Linked DNA regions of Mus musculus: all the other regions are linked to region 2. The links are chromatin contacts, called in public promoter capture Hi-C maps. All regions are on one chromosome and are shown on one strand. The core of a region is the stretch at or near the end of the contact, and the rest is flanking DNA. Distances in the headings are between cores, read along the strand shown.

Region 1 (4,590 bases), core at 898-3,397, 560 kb after region 2:
ATCTAGAAGAAGGCAGATCTTGAGAGTTTGAGGCCATCCTGGTCTACACATAGAGTTTCAGGTCAGCCAGGGCTATACTGGGAAGCTCTTTAATAAATTCCAATAAAGAGCATATTCAAGTTGTAAAGAACTTGAATACTTGTTTGTTTCTTTTCTTTCTTCCTTCCTTCTTTCTTTCTTCCTTCTTTCTTCTTCTTTCCTCTTTCTTCAGACAGGGTTTCTCTGTATAGCCCTGGCTGTCCTGGAACTCACTTTGTAGACCAGGCTGGCCTAGAACTCAGAAATCCGCCTGCATCTGCCTCCCAAGTGCTGGAATTAAAGGCGTGCGCCATCGCCACCCGGCTTTTTTTCTTCTTTCTTTCACTCTCATATTGCAGCCAGTTAAGTCTGGCCAGGAATGTCTGGTAATTCTCCTGTCTCAACGTCAACTTCTGAGATTACAGGTGTGAGCTACTGAGAATTTACAATGATTCATCTAGTCAAAAAACCAAAACCAAACCAAACCAAAAACAAAACAACGAAACCAGGTGAGGCCAGGTTCATTGTATCCTCTTCTCTCCTTTAAGTTGCTGTTCCACGGTTTCTGAATACAGCCCAATCCAAGATGCCTGCAGGGAGCAGCTTCGCCAGTTGGGAGGATTTGGCCCATACTGAGAAGCAAAAGCGGCTTTCTAAACCCAGTCGTCCTGTCCTTCTTTTCAAGTTCTCCTCCTCTTTCTCTCCAGAGAGACAACAGAAATAATTGATCCATCATCCGGTTCCAGACACAGATTTCCATGCAAATTCCCTTCCCTCTCCAGACCTCAAAGTTACAATCCTAGTGTGAAGGGAGTTGGGGGTGGGGGGCATTTCTTCGGGCCACCTCACCCCTCAGCCAGGTGAGAAGTGAGAGGAGAAATTCTGTACTACAACCCCAGCCTTCCTCCCTCTCTCCAGCCGTACACACCATCTTTCTGGTGTGGAATCACTTAAAGTTTGGGTAAAACTCCCTTTTCTCCCAGGAGATCAAATCTGGAAGCTTTTAGGAGGCGGAGCAAGGATTGGGAGGGAGAAGGCAAATTCCCCAAAACGTTCGTCAGACCTAAGAGAGTCGTTTCTTTACTCAAAACTGCCCATCACCCCCGCCACCCCACCCCCCCAGCCATTAACTTTCGATTAAGACCTCCTCCTTATGGCAACTAAACTTTACTTTGCATAATTAAGATTTTCCTCGGAAAGGGGGTGGATTGAATCCTCAGCTCCGGGCCTTTCTCCTTCACTTCACCCCCCAACCCCCGCCCCAGCCCCGCAGCCTGGCCTCTGAGTTCCTGAATTTTCTCACTTTGAGGTGCCACTAAACACAAAGAACCATAATGGGCTCCTTTGTGCTCGCTATGGGGCAATTACACCCCGGAGTCCCGGCCCCTTTAAGAGCCTCTTAAAGAGACAGGCTCTCGTTTTTCAGAGGGTTACTTTTGGGTGTGTGTAGGGGGAGGGGCGAGGAAAACTTCTAGGAGTCCTTGTTTAGGGTGAAGTGACACTTTTACCTCGACTCTCTGAGAGGGATTGAGAGACGTCTTTGCAAGCTATTCGCTAACGTGCTTTAAAAACATACATATTTCTCTCTCTCTCTCTGTATATATTTTTTTAAACGGGATTTTTCACTTGGTTTTATAAATGGTACTGAAAAGGGGGGAGGGGGCGGTGAGCAGGGGCAGGAGCAAAGAGCTCTTGTACCTCAGAGGGTTTGGGCTCTAGGGCCACAGATTAGGCTAGAGTTGTCTGGGTCGGATGCCACTTTGAGAAAACGTGTCTCCGGATCTTTCCTGGGCGACTCCGAAGCAATCACGGACTGAGCAAACAGCTCCTAATATAATAATAGCTTGTCTCTTTAAAAAAGCAGAAGGAGGGGGGTAGAGTTTTCTTGGCATCTGGTTTCTGATCTCATTATGTTGTGGTCGACCAATCCAGCCCTTGGGGCTGGTCCTCCAGTTTAAATCTGATTGGCCGAGAGCACATTTTGGGATGGTGCAAAGCTCGACGGGGCGGTTTCAAGGATCCCTTTTGAGGGGGGGCTGAGGAGAGGGCGGGGCCGCCAGTGGGGGCCCCCTTGAAACCGACTAATTGGGATCGGAGAGGCCGAGGTGAGGGCTGAAGGAGGCACAAAGGAGTCGCTGGGTAGAGGAGGGTGGGGAGAGGGGAAGCCCAGAGGCTAGAGGAGGAAGAGGAGCTAGGGCAGCGGTGCGCCGCGTCTCCGACCCTCAGTCCGACCGCGGCGAGCCAGCAGGCGGGTGCGCCGCCCCCTCCCCCGCCGCCCAATCTCCCCAACTCTGCGGCCGCGAGCAAAGTTTGCAAGGAGACGCGGGAGGCGGCCGGGCAGCTAGGCGGCAGCGGGGAAGGCGCGCGGTCTCTGGGTTGGGGGCGGGGGCTGGGGGGCGCCCAGGAGCCGAGTGGGGGGCGGCGGCCAGCATGCGGGCCCGCAGCGCCCTGCCCCGCAGCGCCCTGCCCCGCCTGCTGCTGCCACTGCTGCTGCTGCCGGCCGCCGGACCGGCCCAGTTCCACGGGGAGAAGGGCATCTCCATCCCGGACCACGGCTTCTGCCAGCCCATCTCCATCCCGCTGTGCACGGACATCGCCTACAACCAGACCATCATGCCCAACCTTCTTGGCCACACGAACCAGGAAGACGCGGGCCTGGAGGTGCATCAGTTCTACCCGCTGGTGAAGGTGCAGTGCTCGCCCGAGCTGCGCTTCTTCCTGTGCTCCATGTACGCGCCGGTGTGCACAGTGCTGGAGCAGGCCATCCCGCCGTGCCGCTCCATCTGCGAGCGCGCGCGCCAAGGCTGCGAGGCGCTCATGAACAAGTTCGGCTTCCAATGGCCCGAGCGCCTCCGCTGCGAGCATTTCCCGCGTCACGGCGCGGAGCAGATCTGCGTGGGCCAGAACCACTCGGAGGACGGAGCTCCTGCGCTACTCACCACCGCGCCACCTTCTGGGCTGCAGCCCGGCGCGGGTGGCACCCCGGGCGGCCCTGGCGGTGGTGGCTCGCCACCGCGTTACGCCACTCTGGAGCACCCTTTCCACTGTCCCCGCGTCCTCAAGGTGCCGTCCTATCTCAGCTATAAGTTTCTGGGTGAGCGCGATTGTGCCGCGCCCTGCGAGCCCGCACGGCCCGACGGCTCTATGTTCTTCTCGCAAGAGGAGACTCGTTTTGCCCGTCTCTGGATCCTCACATGGTCGGTGTTGTGCTGCGCTTCCACTTTCTTCACGGTCACCACCTATTTAGTGGACATGCAGCGATTTCGCTACCCAGAGCGGCCCATCATCTTTCTGTCCGGCTGCTACACCATGGTGTCAGTGGCCTACATTGCGGGCTTCGTTCTCCAGGAGCGCGTGGTATGCAATGAGCGCTTCTCAGAGGACGGTTATCGCACGGTGGTGCAGGGCACTAAGAAAGAAGGCTGCACTATACTCTTCATGATGCTCTACTTCTTCAGCATGGCCAGCTCCATCTGGTGGGTGATTCTGTCCCTCACCTGGTTCCTGGCAGCCGGAATGAAGTGGGGCCACGAGGCCATCGAGGCCAATTCGCAGTACTTCCACCTGGCCGCCTGGGCCGTGCCGGCCGTCAAAACCATCACCATCTTGGCCATGGGCCAGATCGACGGCGACCTGCTGAGCGGCGTGTGCTTCGTGGGCCTCAATAGCCTGGACCCGCTGCGGGGCTTCGTGCTGGCGCCGCTCTTCGTATACCTGTTCATCGGTACATCCTTCCTGCTGGCCGGCTTCGTGTCACTCTTCCGCATCCGCACCATCATGAAGCACGACGGCACCAAGACGGAGAAGCTGGAGAGGCTCATGGTGCGCATTGGCGTCTTCTCGGTGCTCTACACGGTACCGGCCACCATCGTCATCGCCTGCTACTTCTATGAGCAGGCCTTCCGCGAGCACTGGGAGCGCTCCTGGGTAAGCCAGCACTGCAAGAGCCTAGCCATCCCCTGCCCGGCCCACTACACGCCCCGCATGTCGCCCGACTTCACAGTCTACATGATCAAATACCTCATGACGCTCATCGTGGGCATCACGTCGGGCTTCTGGATCTGGTCCGGCAAGACACTGCACTCGTGGAGGAAGTTCTACACTCGTCTCACCAACAGCCGGCATGGCGAGACCACTGTGTGAAGCGGTCTCGCCTGCCTGCCGGGCTTTCCCCTCTCCCAGGTCCGGACTGCACCGTGCCCTCCTTCACTCAGGAGGGGGGAGGGTGCACCCTACGGACTCCTATTTTATTTTTTTAAATAAAGAACGGTAAAAAAAAAACCATTTTATTTTTAGGTCGCTTTTTAAAAAGAACTCTGCCCAACACCCCCCTACCAGGTTTGTAATTAAAACTGTAAATAGTCTTTGTAAATTTAATTATATATTTTCTATTTAAAAGAAAAAAGAAAAAAAAATCGAAGACACCAGGGCTGAAGAGTGGTGTGGGGGTGGGGGAGGAGGTCTCGACTTTTCTAAGTGCCCTTTTAAAAGCTGCCCTGTGCTCTGGTTCGAATTTTTTTTTAGTGATTTGGCAGGGCTGGGCCTGCTGGGAGAGGCACCTAGCCTGCTCGC
Region 2 (4,521 bases), core at 1,929-4,428:
CTCCAGCAAAACACCCATATACAGGCAATTGAAGAATAAAAAGTGAGGACTGGTGAGATGGCTCAGTCATTAAGAGCACTGGCTGCTTTTCCAGAGGTCCTGAGTTCAAGTCCCGGCAACAATAGTGTGGTTTACAACCATCTGTATTAGGGATCCGATGACCTTACACTGCATAGTTGAGCTGCATTTGTGGATACCAAAAGCCTTCTGGTGGTGTGCTGCAGTTTCTTGCCACTTCCTCAGACTCGGGCTGACTGGCAGAGTGATGTCAGCTGAGACAAACATGCATTTGCGTGTTTCTTCTGGTCCCTCCTGCTGACTTATGCCGAGGCTGACGAGGCTGACGCCTGGCTGTCTCTGCTAGGTAGTGTCGCTGCTGCTGATTCATGTTTGCTAAACCGACTCTACCAAACTGGACTGCTGGTGTATCTGTGAAGTGTTTGCAAGTGGATTGAGCTGCCACTGCTAACCTGTGAACTGAACTGCTGATTTCCAGACAAAACAGACAGGGGTTGCTCCAAAGAACCTTTCTAAACAGTTCCACTCCCCTGCCCCCCACCCGTATCCTTTCTTTCCCACTACCTCTGGTGAGTGATGGGCTACAAGGGAGGTTAAAGCATTTAAGAACCATCATTAAAAATAGGTGTTTTGGGACTGGTGAGATGGCTCATCAGGTAAGAGCCCTGACTGCTCAATGCTCTTAATCCATGAGCCATACCTCTAACCTCTAACCTCTAACCTCTAACCTCTAACCTCTAAACTCTAAACTCTAAACTCTAAAAGATCTGGTTTTTACCAGGTCCTCCAGGTCAGCTCCTGGGCAAGGTGTGGGGCAGGGGGCGAAGAGGTAATGATGTTTAAATACACAGGTGAAGAGTATGGAGGGGGGGGCAAGCTTCAAACCCAGTGCTCCATCTGTATAAGGAAGCATTTGGTAACAACTTCCATATTCCCCTGAAACGACAATCATGAATACTGTGCCTGTTCTATGCTTAATGTTTTAAATATTATAATATCCCAGCTACGCTGGGGGGAGAAATAAAAAGAAAACAATTTATTACTAAAAAGCACATATTTCAAAAATGTCAGGGGCCAGCTCCTACAGCCCTAAAAATATAATGGAGTGTCAAGCGCTTGCCCTGCTTATGATGAATAAGCTAGACACAAAGAACAAGGAACATCTAGAAATAAAGACGTGCAGAAATATACCATGCAAAGCTAGAGTAGATTGTGTGTGTGTGTGTGTGTGTGTGTGTATGTTTCAAACTGCAAAAACCACTTCTCTTGGGTGATCTGTACACAGGAAAGGGAGTCATGTTCCGGACTGAGGTCAGTAGGGTTTCATGATGACATATTCCAGGTCAGTAAACAGCAGGAATGCCTGCCAAGCACTGTGTAATCAAGACATGTGCCCTGTTGCTGGAGAGATGGCTCTGTTCGTAAAGACACTCGCAGCCAAACAATACGACCTGTGGTATATGCCCGGAGCCCACAGGGCGGAAAGAAAGAACTGAGTCCTGCACGTTGTCCTACGTTGTTCATAGCATGCTATGACATTCACGTGCTCATACACACTTAAAACATGAGAATAAATAAATGTAATACTTACGCCCTCTATTACCAGAGCCACAAGAACAAACTCCCCTCTCACAACAACTGGGCTTTAACAACTCCTACCCCACCCCCAGGGGTCGAAAAGAAACATACCAAAATACTAAGAGTGATTTTATAAGGCAGAAGGTGAGTTACTTGTAATACTCCAATCCTTGCCTTCCCTCCGTTCTTACTTATCTGTATAATATAAATATTTGCTTAGATGTCATACTGACTTTGAAAGCCTGAAAGACAGCTATTTTGGAAAATGGCTCAGAGCTCCCTCTAGCGTGCGTTTGTTCTGTTCCCTTGAAGCAATAAGCAAGTCTGCAAAGGGGAAACAAGCCACTGATTAACTTTTGCAAGTGTCCAGCAAGACAAAGCGCTCGGTTCAGGGGACCCGCCTTTCAAAGCAGCTGACCCAAAGCTCCCGCAGAGCTCAGCTCAGCCCTGCTGAAGCCGCCGCCCTGTGGCCAATGACGGTACTGCATCCCAGACAATGGGATGCTGATCAGAAGGGCTATATAATTGGTCTTTAAATTTTTTACCCTTCACACTTCAGCAGTGTGAAGAGAAGAAGCTTACAGATCTCCCACACCCCAAAATAATGGCTCATATGCATATGAAACAAGTTCACGTGTTTAAAATAAAGAAGGGCCGACAAGATGGCCTTTACAAGCCTGATATTCTCAGCTGGATTCCTGGACTCTATGAAAATGTTGAAGGTGGACTCTATAAAGTTGCTTTCTGAAAATATAATTTTAAATTTTTAATAAACTAAAAATAGAGTGTTGGAGAGGTGGCTCAGCGGTTAAGAACACAGGTTGTTTTTCCAGGACCCTGGTTCTATTCCCAGCACTCGCATGGTGGCTCATAGCCATCTGTAACTTCAGCCTCAGGAGATCCAGTGCCCTCTTCTGGCCTCTGTGAGAACTGCGTACACAGGGTGCACAGACACGCAGGCAAACCATCCATGCACATGAAAAATAAATACAATGAAAATAATAAGCTTAAATTAAGATGCTAAAAATAGGGATATAGTTTAAAATATATTATCAGTGATTTACTAATTAACAAATAAGCTTCCATATTTAGTACTTTAATACTCAGATCCAGGGGCAGGTCAAAAAACTAATAATTTCCCAAATAGTGAAGTATTTGGGGATATCAGCAATGACTGGTTGTTCCAGGGTTTGTGATTCTTATAGTAGCAGTGTCAAGTTATGCACACCTCTGAGAATTATTTATTTATTTATTTATTTATTTTGAGACAGGGTTTCTCCGTATAGCCTGGAACTCACTCTGAAGACCAGGCTGGCCTCGAACTCAGAAATCCACCTGCCTCTGCCTCCTAAGCTCTGGGATTAAAGGCATGTGCAAAAGGAAAAACAATATATCAGAGGTTCCCAAAGGCCATGATGAATTACACAGGCAAATCACAGATTAAGGCTAAGTAGGGGCTGGAGATTGGGTGGGTCTGCAACCTGTGGTAACTGGCACTGGGTAGAAGGGGGAAAAGAGTAAAGGAAAAAGCAGAAGGCCCTCCAAGGCGGAGCTGAGCTCGATGGCCCGCCCCCCACCCCTCCCTTCCTGGCTCCAGCCCGGCAGAAGCTAAAGCTCAGAAGAGCTCCCAATTGCAGGCAACTGCAGTGTCCAGCACCCACCATGAGGCCTCTGGTCCTGCTATGGGGCTGCCTGGTGCTCCCAGGTGAGAGGGGTCAGAGGTGGCTGGGATGGAGGGGCTTACAGATGCAGGCCTGAGCACGCTCTTGTGGTCTGTGGTTATGCCTTCCCTCCACACCATGAGGAGGTGGGGTGGGGTGGGGTGGAATACATCCCTATTTCACAACCCATCTGCAGCCCAGCAGCCCTGAGCTCAGCACTTGCTGCTCTTGCACCTTGAGCCCAGGGTCTTTCTCCCTTGGGTTCCCTGGCTCTGCAGAACCTCTCTGACCACAGGGCAGCAAGCATACATCCACTTACCCTGTTAGCTCAGCTAACTTGGTTGAATACCTACTAAGTTTGCTTTTTCTTTCTTTGCTTTCATTTTTTTCTTGCTTTACTTTTTAATTTTATTATTGTTAGTATGTGTGTGTCTGTGTATGTGTGTGTGTGAGAAAGAGAGTATGTGTGGTATATGCATGTATATAATATATATGTATACACACATACATACATACGCATATACACATATACATACACACACATATACATACATATACATATTTATAAAATGTGCGTTCATTGCAAGAGGGCAAAGGGCTGGACAGTAAGTAACCACACTGTCACCCACAGGGAGCAAAGCTTTCTTTACTTTTGTAATTTTTTTATCCTTTCTTTCTCCTTGGCAATGCTTGGGGGAGGGGTGGAACCCAGGCCCCGGAGCATGCTAAATGAGTGCTTTGCCACTAAGCTATATCCCTAGCCTTCTCTCCATTTTATGCTTCAGACAGACTGGCCTTGAACTTGCTCTGATTCCAAGTAACTGAATCAAGAGCACCCCCCCCCCAGGCTGGGTTCATCAGGACACATCTTATAACTAACATCGCATCTTGTAACTGACAGACATCACATCTTGTAACTGACATCAGTTGCTCAGTTGGCCATGTTTGCTTGGTTTTCCCTTAAAAATATATAACATTAACTCACACTGTTTTTAAGGGTTTTGTTACATGTGTTTATCATGTGTGTGTGTGTGCATATATGAGCACACATTAGTCCATGAATGCTGTAGTACATGTGAGGAAGGTCCGTGTACAACGTTTGGGAATCTATTCTCTCCTTCCTGAGGATCGAACTCAGGTTGTCAGGCTTAGCCGCAAGCTCCTCTACCCCTCGAGCCATCTGGCCAGCCTGACTTGTGTCTCTCAAATAACATGTTTGTTCTAAGGTTCCCCAGAGGAAGGGAGAACCCTGGGGGTCTATGGT
Region 3 (4,599 bases), core at 1,647-4,146, 620 kb after region 2:
GGATCTCTGTGAGTTCGAGGCCATCCTCGACATCCAGGACAGCCAGGGCTACACAGAGAAAGCCTGTCTCAACAGAGAGAGAGAGAGAGAGAGAGAGAGAGAGAGAGAGAGAGAGAGAGAGAGAGAGAGAAGAAACAGAAGCAAACAAATAAGAAAGTGCTAGATCCTCAAAGCAGAAAAGCAATGGGACTCCAGATCAGCAAGTAGCTAGAAACCAGCCCCATCCTGTCCCCTTGAAGCAGAACTCAACAGGGGCGTTTTGCAGGTCTCTGGAGACACAAGGAGCTGGTGCCAACCTTAAACAAGTTGTAAGCTTTTGTCTATCACTAACAACTATCTATATAGGCTTTGATAATGCTGCCTACGTTTTCCTTTTTTTTTTTTTTTTTAACATGTGGACATGTTTGTGTGTGTGTAGATGTACATGTATGTGCTAGTGCATATGCATGTGTATGTGTGTGTTGTATGACAAAACTTTCCTGGGGAGATGCAACACACATGTCTACTTACCACAGATAGGGAACTCCTGACAGTCCAAAGTACCAATACCACCAAAGTCCAACTTGCTGAACCAATGAGTTTTATTGGGGTTACTTACAAGAATATGGGTGAGGGGTTACTTATGGGAGCAGAAATGATTTAAAGAGAGCTGATTCACCAAGAACCACCCCAGCATGTGTGACAGCTCACAAAGCTGGGAACGTGGCACACAATGCAGCCTGCGGGCAGCTAAACAAATTGAAAACTGTCCTTTCCAGTTGGTCTAAACCTCTTCCAGGCATCTTAGCTGGTTTCTGCTTCTCCCAGGCAGCAGTCTGGTGTGGGTTTGGCTTTTTTAAAAAATTGTTTATTTTTGGTAGGTTGGCTGTTCTGAGAGAGACTCTGAGCTTTTATGGCTTAATCTGGTGAGGAAGGGCCCAGTGACTCTGGTCAGGTTCGGGGACTTCCTTCAACCCTTCTGAGTTGTTAGCCTTCCTGCTTAAGGGGCTTCCCTGCACGATGGAATGTTTCAATCTCCGAGGAAACTGTTATGGAATAGCTTCCATGTGGAGGCCAGACACCTACTTCAGGTTTCAAAACTCAGATGCTAGCCACCTTATACTTAGACATTTTGTTTTGTTTTTTTGAGACGGGGTTTCTCTGTGTAGCACCAGCTGTCCTGGTATATGCTCCATAGACCAGGCTAGCCTCAAATTCAGTGAACTGCCCCACCCATCGATCATTTTTTAAGTTTAAGAATTATATCAGAGTCAGGCAGTTGATGCATGCTTTTAATTCCAGCACTTACATCAGAGGCAGGTGGATCTCTGTGAGTTTGAGGTCAGCCTGGTCTATAAAGTGAGCCCCTGGAAAGCAAGGGCTATGTAAAGACTCTCTAAACAACAACAAAATTTTTTTTAATCTATTATATGGGCATATATGTGTTTATCATGTTTATCATTAGGATATATATGTGTATGGAAGTAGATGCAATACAGAACACATGGGGAGACCAGCAGACAACTTGGTGGAGTTGATTCTCACATTGCATGATGGCTCAAACTCAACCATCAGTCTTGCTTTTACCTATTGAGCCATCTCACTGTCCCCCACCTTGTCTTTGGAGATAGGTCCTTGCTGAGGAGGTACACTGGTCGGCCAGTGAGGCCCCGTGATCCAACTGGACCTCCCAAGCGCTGGGATTACACATTTATCACACCTGGGATTTTTTTTGCCATCGGTTTTGAAGATGAGACTTAGGTTCTCATACTTGACGGCAAGTAATTTACTATCACCCCAACACCAAATCTCTTTTTTAAAGTTTGTGTGTGTGTGCCCATGCGCACGTACTTGCCCATTTGTGTCTGTGTTGGAAGCCAGAGTTTGATATGGTGTATTTCCTCTGTCATTCCCCATCTTGAGTTATAGATGGTTATGCATCTGAAAAAACCGTCAGGTCTGCGTGGGCCAGTAAACTCATCCCCCTAATCTACCTCATTAGTGCCCGAGCTAAATGATTAATCCGGTGCGTCTCAAATTTTGATTTGAAGTGCAAACACCCTTAAAACGCCTGTGTTTACTCCTTTAAAATTTCAGTGCCCCCCTTCTCCGTGCTCGCGCATACACACATTTTTGAGGACTTTGCATTTTTCTAAGACCCTAATCAGACTATGTCATCATCTCGTAAGGTCGCCGGAATAGCTAGAAAACAGCAAACTATTTTTAGCTAAATTACTATTACTAGCTAAATAACAACAACAAACTCAAAACAAAACAAACAAAAATTCAGGGTGAAGTTTCCTTGAAAAGTCATATTCATATTTAATAGTCAAAACACCTTCACCCTAAAGGAAACCTGGTCCCAGGACAGCGGACAGCTCTCACCATTTAAGCTCTACAAGGGTTTCGTTTCTTTGCCCTCTGAAAAAGGCTACAACAGTCTACTGGGCTGGCGGCTCTGTAGAGTTCTGGGAACTAGGGGCGGAGAACAAGACCCAAAACGAAGATGTTGGCCTCGGGTGCCCTCGGGTGCCGGGCGGAGGGCTTTCGGGTCATCGGCCTGTTGCTGTGCGATTTCTCTAATCTCCCAACCACCGCTACCAAGCCAGTAGGCGCGCGCGCCTCCCATCAGCCAATCAGCGGGCCTGTGCTCGTCCGTTCTGGCCAATCCCGAGCGAGCTTCCTTTGAGCGGGAAACATCTTCAGCCCTGGCCTGAGAGCAAGCCTAGGGCGAAGTCGGCTAACTGCTCCTTCTTAGTCTTGTCTCTGGGGGGGCAACAGACCCTGGAGGCGGTCGCCCATTGGCTGGGCCGCGGGCCAATGAGGGGTGCGAGATGAGGGGCCTCCTGGGCGTGGGCGTGGGCGGGGCGCCGGCGGCCGGTGCCTAGTCGCGAGGCGCGGGGAGCAATGTAACGGCCTCTTCGTCGCACCGTCTCGGCTCGGCCCCCCACCCACAGAGCGGCTCCTGGCAGCGCCGACGGCGGCTGCGGCAGCGGTAGCGGTGGGGTGCGGGCTGAGGGAGCTGGGCCTCGACGTCCTCCCTCACCCCCGTACCCCGGGAGCTGTTAACTAGCTCAGGAGGAGCTGGGGGGCCCCCATGGAGGTGAGCGGCGGAGACACCTGCCGGCCCCGTCACCCCCAAGGCCTGAGGGAGGGACCTGAGGTAACTGGCGGGGGTCGGGGGGACTTCGAGGATGGCAGCCCCCGGGAGAGACGCTGAGGAGAAGGCGCGTCCCTCAGCGTGCTTCTTCTTTAAGGAGGCCCGGGTGGTGGCGGGGTGGCGACACGGGAGATTACGGGTCGCGGGTGGGGGAGCCCCAACATGTCGTCGGGCCGAGTCGCGAGTGGGGGAGGGTTGCGAAGTCGCGAGTCTGGGCGAGGGTTGACCTCCCAGAGGCTTCAGAGCGGAGGCGCCACCTCGGTCAGCCAGTCGCAATGGCGCGGAGGCGTCTGTCAGGGCCGTCGAGGGCCGCTGCCGCCGCCGTCGCGCGTCTCAGAGCTGAGGCGCAGTGACGGGGTGGGGAGGAGGGCTTGAAGAGGAAACGAGGGAGCGGGGTTGGGGGGCCCGAGTTAGTGTCCCCTAAGGATCTGCAGTTAGACGGCCCAGGCTACAGCCCCAGCTGCGCGGCGCTCCGTGACCACCCGGCTTTTCCCCCGTTTCCGAGCAGCCGAAGGTGGCGGCGGCCGCGGCGGCGTTCCGTGGAAGCGCGAATCGGTGCTGGAACCTCAGCGTCGACACCAGCAATAGATTATCCGACGTCTTCAACAGCATGATGCTGACCGGCTCGGCGCCCTTCTATGATTGCTACAAGTCTCAGGTCCATTAACAAATTCAAGACTTTGCTCGTCCTCCCCCCAGCCCTCCCCCCCCAACCCTCTCCCCACCCCGCCCCCCAATCCTCTCCCCACCCCGCTCCCTTTGTAGTTTCCCCACCACCAAACGCAAACCCAGGACCTTCAGCTCCAGTCCCATACATGTTAAAAAAAACTCCAGTCAGAATTAGAAGCTGGGGAAAACGGGCTTCTTTTACTATTATTATTATTAAGTTCTGTATAGACACCAAAATTTTTTAAATTATATATACATATATATGTATATATGTGTTTATTTTATGGTGGTTTTATGGTGGAGGGGCCACAGAGACGTGGCATGACAACAGATGGAGGTTGGAGAACTTTTCAGTTCTCAGCGTCCACCACGTGGGTCCTAGGGATTGAACTCAGGTCCTCAGGATTGAACTCAGGTCCTCAGGATCAGCAGCAAGCACCCTGCCGCCCAACCGACTGGTCCAGAGGAGAATATTTTAGAGTTTGCACAGTACACACTTGGTTTTGGACATGGGGAAAATTTTTTTTTAATTTAAAAAAGAAATTTAAGCCAGGCAGTGTTGGTGCACACCTGTAATTCCAGCACTCGGGAGGCAGAGGCAGGCAGATCTCTTGAGTTCGAAGCCAGCCTGGTCTACAAAGTGAATTCAAGGACAGCCAGGGCTACACAGAGAAACCCTGTCTTGAGAAAACGAAAACAATAATTTATTTTTTTGTATATGTATGGTAGTTTTGCCGGCGTTGCAAGCTGCCATTGATCGTTGATCCTTCAGAAGAGCAGCCAGTGCTCTT

Evidence for each region. Promoter capture Hi-C pulls out the DNA fragments that hold promoters and counts their contacts.
Region 1: a promoter capture Hi-C map of the HPC-7 cell line shows a contact between it and region 2. The contact joins the promoter of Fzd2 here to the promoter of Cd300lg in region 2. A contact is called at or near these places in 3 of 39 promoter capture datasets (the HPC-7 cell line, HPC-7-derived erythroid cells, liver and 1 more) and 1 of 9 other capture datasets (embryonic stem cells).
Region 3: a promoter capture Hi-C map of embryonic stem cells shows a contact between it and region 2, with 2.7 times the contacts expected there. The contact joins the promoter of Meioc here to the promoter of Cd300lg in region 2. A contact is called at or near these places in 9 of 39 promoter capture datasets (3T3-L1-derived adipocytes, the C10 cell line, the HPC-7 cell line and 6 more) and 1 of 9 other capture datasets (liver).

Annotation. Positions count from the first base shown.
Region 1 is chr11:102,602,284-102,606,873 of GRCm38.p6, forward strand. Fzd2 (frizzled class receptor 2) reads left to right here and starts at 2,148. Exons shown (of 1, transcript NM_020510.2): 1 at 2,148-4,590. The coding sequence starts at 2,449. The coding sequence ends at 4,161.
Region 2 is chr11:102,038,333-102,042,853 of GRCm38.p6, forward strand. It overlaps Cd300lg (CD300 molecule like family member G), which reads left to right and starts at 3,179. Exons shown (of 7, transcript NM_027987.3): 1 at 3,179-3,301. The coding sequence starts at 3,259.
Region 3 is chr11:102,662,689-102,667,287 of GRCm38.p6, forward strand. Meioc (meiosis specific with coiled-coil domain) reads left to right here and starts at 2,897. Exons shown (of 8, transcript NM_001127576.2): 1 at 2,897-3,142; 2 at 3,648-3,797. The coding sequence starts at 3,077.